Regions from separate parts of the Mus musculus genome. Here region 1 is linked to region 2. A link is a contact called in public promoter capture Hi-C data. All regions are on one chromosome and are shown on one strand. The core of a region is the stretch at or near the end of the contact, and the rest is flanking DNA. Distances in the headings are between cores, read along the strand shown. Region 1 holds the start of Mocs2 (molybdenum cofactor synthesis 2). Region 2 overlaps Arl15 (ADP-ribosylation factor-like 15).

Region 1 (2,729 bases), core at 115-2,614, 700 kb after region 2:
TGTGTGCCATTTGAAAACATTATTTCTTTTAACTTGTAAAAGAATTTTAAAAATTTTTACTGTTCAGTGCTGTGGATTGTGACTTTACACTAAGCAACATCTCAGCCCTAAGAATCTTGTAGAATAAAGAGGATATTTTCAAAATGAATGGCATTATCCTGATGTCATGGTCTCATAATTGGATTTTTAATATTTGAATAGAGTAAAACATTATTGAGCTTTGTCTTTGTCCTTGTTAAGATTTTATTTCTTATGTGTGTGGGTGTTTTGCCTGTATGAGTGTCTGAGCACCGCCTATGTGGATGCTGGGAATTGAACCTGCGTCCTCTGGCAGAGCAGCCTAGCACAGGCTTAACCCTGTCTCATCTCTGAGTCCACCAAAGGAAGTTTTTAGGAAGAGCTCTTAGGCAATTTTTGAGGTCCCACCTGCCCTCTCCGCCCCCAAGCAGGAATGATAGGCTCTAGCCTTTATATGCACCAGTTTGTTTGCAAAACCACATTGAACTATGCATTGTTTCTTAGCCTATTGAAGATATTGCTCATTGCTGTCACTGGAAACGACCCAGGAGCCCAGAGTGACTGTCAGTTTCCTCGTTTACCTAACAGCATGTGGACATAAATATTTAACCTTAATGTTTAGCAACCTTATCAAAATAAATGTTGATGCAAATCATAATCGGGCTTATTACTCCCCTCTGCCCACCCTTCCCCTTCTGCATTTCTATTTCTTCCTTGAACTGAGTACACCCATCTTGCCAACTATTTTCCTTCTGGAAATTTATTACCCAATTTTTACGTTCCCATAGCTTGACACAGAACGTGAAATGTCCTTTCCTTCCGTATTTGTTACTATTTTGGCAAATGTATTTGGCACAAGAATCTCCTCGGTGAGACTTCCTACAGCAGGTGACCCAGCCACGCCCCCCGCCACTCTCAACTGAAAGGTAAGGTTTTTACTAAGATTACAGTTGGAACACAGTTACGGTTAACCCGGACTGAGCGCCCAGCGAGGGCCACTTAAATCCACGTACCCACGCGACAACTAAGGCAGAGATGTGTACCTAGGAAGTCTGGATGGGGTCGCTGGCTCAGAAACTCCTGAGCGCCTAAAACACTGAAGTGACAGTCAGATACCGTCTCCACGCTGCGAATAAGAACCCGGATCCCACACTGGATGGAGGGGCCGCATAGGTTAGCCTGGGGAAGGCCACCCTGCCGGGTCACACAAGAGGTCGCAGCACTGGGATCCAAAAGCAGAGTAAACTTTTGTGGGTGCAGGAGGCGTGGCGGGGCGGAGCGAAGTGTACGCAGGCGCAGTGTCCACACGCCCGGGGTTGAGCACCACCCAGAAGGTGGAGCATCCGGCTGCGCATGCGCTCTGAGTCACCGGCGCCTCTAGGGGTTGGAGAACTGGCTTCGCGGTGTGTAGCGGGATGGTTCCTAGGTGCCAGGTAAGAGTTGGTTCGCGCGGCTGGGGCGCCCCTTCCTCTCTAACTCCTCCCGGGTTCCGGGTCTTGCGCCTGCTGCTCGCTGAATGTCAAGTTCTGTCCCCGAACTCTGGTGTCCAGGTCATGGCCTTCACGACCGATTACCTAGACGGTTTTTTTCCCTACCATTCCGGATGATTTATTTTGACACTTTTTAAAATTAAAACGCTCCTAGTTAGGAATTATTGTGAGGAAATGCGCATCACCCAATGATTGACAGGCTCAGGATAGTTTGCAGCAGCCGTGATTATTGTGGAGAGACCGAGTTGTACTGAGTGACAGGTGAGACCTTGTGCACAGTCAGGTCCCTTAGTTCCCAGGCTGATTACACGGGTTTGGCCTAGAAACTACCAGTTGATCCTGTAATTCAAGCCCATTTGCTTTGCTGCATGTCAAATGTTCTGTGTTTTGTAACTCAATCGTAATGTAGGACGGAATCAAAGGTCATTTGACCACTGTGAAATGAAAGCTAGGCCTTTGCTGACTGGGTTATTTAATTTACTTGTGTAATCCACCCCCTGACTCAGACCTCTGTCTCTGCTTCGCGGCTGATGGAAGAATCGATTCCGTGTCAAGTCAGACTTAGCATGTTTTCTAAGGAAATTTAGTAGGATTTTAATGCTGCCACACAAGCTTGAGATTGTGAGAGGTCTGAACAGTAGGCAGAAATCAGAAGTGATTTTAAAGCGTTTGTCTCAAATATGAATCTATAGATATATGGAAGTGTTTTGTTTGTTTGTTTATGTTTTTCGAGACAGGGTTTCTCTGTGTAGTCCTGGCTCTCCAGAACTACACTCTGGTAGACCAGGCTTGTCTTGAACTCACATAGATCTGACTGCTTCTGCCTCCCCAGTTCTGGGTTTAAAGACATGTGTCACCACCACCAGGCCAATACTGAAGTTTTGTGAGCCATTGCATTTGGGGAGCGAGGAGCCTTCTTGGTGCGGGTTATTTAGACTATCCTCTCTCCTTTCAGATTGACGTGTTGTATTTTGCAAAAAGTGCTGAAATAGCCGGAGTTCGCTCGGAGACCATTTCTGTGCCACAGGAAATCAAAGCGTCAGAGCTGTGGAAGGAGCTAGAGAGTCTCCATCCTGGGTAGCTAACGTTATAGAGTGCATATGATGAACATGTAAAGGTTTCTAAAATGTGTAAATTACGTGTGAGTGTGCGTATGTGTGTTCTCACACAAGAGTACTAGTTCTTTTAAAATTCTTGAAAATTTAAAACTCTGGTATTTAG
Region 2 (2,792 bases), core at 13-2,512:
AAGTACCGCACACTCCAGGGGGAAGAGTCCCCTCAATCAGCTGATCACTTATCAAGTCTTTACTAAGCGGCTCCCAGTGTTTGAACATTTATGCGGAGCCCCTGGTGAAGTCCTGATTGACCCCCTTTTCATAAAAATTGTCAGAGTAAAAGAAAACAAACCTATTTCTTACTAATCTGGACTGATTTAGGGCTGGAGCTTAAGGGGTTCTGCTTACACAGCGCTCATTTTTATAATCTTGGGAATATTCAGAATTCAAATTTAGCCTCTGGGCATTCTGCTTAAGCCAGAATTTGGAAACACCTTACAGATGTTATTGTAAAAACACGCTATGTCAGCCCTCATACTCTACAGCTGAACTAAGCAACTTAAAAGGAAGCACAGACTCTCGGTCCAAGGGACCTTTAAATATGATGGGCACTGAAGTAAGCGCCCCGGAACTTTGGAATGGTCTCCCTTAATCTTTACTGATCAAGGAAACCCTCTCTTCTAAGAGTCTAATGAGATGGCTCAGTTGGTAAGTTGACGTCTGCTCGAGTCAAAAGCTCACAAGGCTAACTTGTAACCTCCACGCGCACATAGGCATCCACTACATATGGGCACACACATGTAACCATGTATACCACGCCAAAAATATGTGTTCTCTACAAATAGGTAGATATAAACAGTTATCTTAGAGATACTCAGAGCTAATTACATAACAGGTTTTTTTTTCATTTTTTTTTTGAGGGCTCTTGCTAAGGACCCATATCCAATCTCTGGCACCACCTGGCAGCTCCCAACCACCGGGGACCTCAGTCCCAGGGGATCTGATGTCTCTATGCAGGTGGTTGGCTCTGCACTTGGGGGCTTCACAGACTTGACTCTGACACTGCTCAACGTTACCTGTAACTAGTGTAACTAGCACAGCAGGGAGTGATAAAAGACCACAAATCCCGGTGGATCCCACTTTCAGTTTCCAAATTTGGCCAGTACTTTTTGATGAAGGCACAGAGTCTTCTAGACCATTTATAATTTTGTAACATCGTTTCACTGGCCAAATCTGTACCTCGATCCACATGGCGATCTACTTACCAGGGCTTTTTTTTTTTTTTTTTTTTTCCTCCTTGCTTGTCATTTAGAAAGCTTAGGCCTAGAAATACTAGGTTCATCTTATTACTAGTCTTTGTGCCAGAGGCAAAAGCCATTGGCAAAGTTCTTCTAAGCAGAGGGGAGCTGTTGGCAGTCAAGGGCTTGTGGGTGTTGCTTAGTTCCGCTCAGTTTATACTCCCATGGGGGAGTTCATATCCAAAGCATTTTAAGTTTAGTTTTCTACTGCCTCCTCTTACCCTTAGCAAAAACACATGTTTTCTGCATTCTTTATCCCGGGTCTCCTTTACAAGGCAGAAGTTCCCTGTGTTTGCTGTTTTGATTCATTGGAGAATAATCATAGTTCTGTTGGCGTTTGTTGGTTTGTTGTTGTAATGGGACAGCATGAAGGTATTAAGACTACCTCTCTGATTTTCCCAGTGAACACAAACACCAATGTGGGCACCAACGTGGGCACCGATTCCCAGAAATCCTGCACTATATAAAATGATAAGCCTCAGCGGTACCCTGAAGTCATACATGATGTAGGCTTGACTTAGTGAAAGCCCGCGTACAGAGGAAATAGGGGAGAAAGACGTGACAGGAACCCACTTCCCTAGCCTACACGCTGGTTTGGAGGATACTTACTGGAAAATAACAAACGAATGTATAAGTACAACTCGCCTCCTGGGGATGTGACAGAGTATATTATAGTTAGAGGAAAAATTGCATTTGGAAAAATTTCCCCTAAACTTTGAAATAATGAAGCATGACATTGATGGTATACATGAATAACATATGCGTTGAATATTAATATGTATCTTCTAGTAAATCAAATTAAATTGGGACTTTATACATATTCCTAAGAATTAAATTTGGAGATGTGTTAGGAGTAAAAATCATGCCGTGCTTTTGTCTTTCCTGTCTCTCACTTGCTGGTATCACATTTGTTATCTATCATGAATCTTTCTGGGGTACAGTCCTGCCACTGTGTTAAACTGCTAACCCACATTGCTTTCCCTTAAACTGTCATGCAGACAGCTTAATGTACTAGGCTAGTTGACAGCTTGTCTATTGTAAAACCCCTTGACTCAGCATCCGGATCACGGTGGATAATTGAAAGTAAAAAGTGGTGTTCCCAGGTTGCCTTGCCCATGGGAATGTCTTCTGTACTCAGCACCTGTAGACTGACTACTGAAGTATTCTCCTGGCATACTCAACAGCCTAATATGTGTTCTTTCTTGACTTAGCCTCCAGTTAACTCTGATTCTAAAGCCAAGGCCTTCTGTCCACTTTGAGTGTAGAACAAATAATGTCTCTTTAATTTGAACAGTCCTCCTCTTCCTCCTTCTCTTCTTCCTCCTCTTCCTTCTTCATCTTCTGCTGGTGGCTCAAGGGATCTAATATCATTGGGCCTTAACATAAAACACAATATGAATTATTTGACTCCCTGTTAGTATGTAAAATGGATCTCCAATAAATGGACTAGCTTATCCTGGAAGGGACTGTGAAGAAAGAGAGCAACATGACTAAACTCTTAGATTCCTATGGCTTGTTTGTTTTGTTGTTTGTTTGTTTTCCTTTTCCACATTAGACTATAGACCTCTGTTTGTGTATTCCATTTGTATGTTCTGCCTCACTTTGACTGTGTGTGTGTGAGGGAGGGGAGGACCAACTTACACGTGTGTGTTGGGATCTACTTACAGTATGATCTACCCATCACT

The links. Promoter capture Hi-C pulls out the DNA fragments that hold promoters and counts their contacts.
Region 1: a contact with region 2 is called in a promoter capture Hi-C map of pre-B cells, with 2.0 times the contacts expected there. The contact joins the promoter of Mocs2 here to the enhancer-like site in region 2. A contact is called at or near these places in 5 of 39 promoter capture datasets (3T3-L1-derived adipocytes, embryonic stem cells, liver and 2 more) and 1 of 115 datasets of contacts at active chromatin or transcription factors (bone marrow-derived macrophages).

What each region holds. Positions count from the first base shown.
Region 1 is chr13:114,816,873-114,819,601 of GRCm38.p6, forward strand. Mocs2 (molybdenum cofactor synthesis 2) reads left to right here and starts at 1,365. Exons shown (of 6, transcript NM_001113374.1): 1 at 1,365-1,451. Gm34790 (a long non-coding RNA gene) reads right to left here and starts at 1,352. Exons shown (of 3, transcript XR_382937.4): 1 at 1,062-1,352.
Region 2 is chr13:114,118,784-114,121,575 of GRCm38.p6, forward strand. All of the region lies in intron 4 of Arl15 (ADP-ribosylation factor-like 15), which reads left to right. Among named protein-coding and RNA genes, the nearest start is that of A430090L17Rik, 31 kb to the right of the region's middle. Within about 2 kb of position 1,263, at least 12 of the 459 cell types and tissues checked have an H3K27ac peak or open chromatin away from gene starts, as enhancers often do. A contact at or near this core is called in pre-B cells, where this site is marked.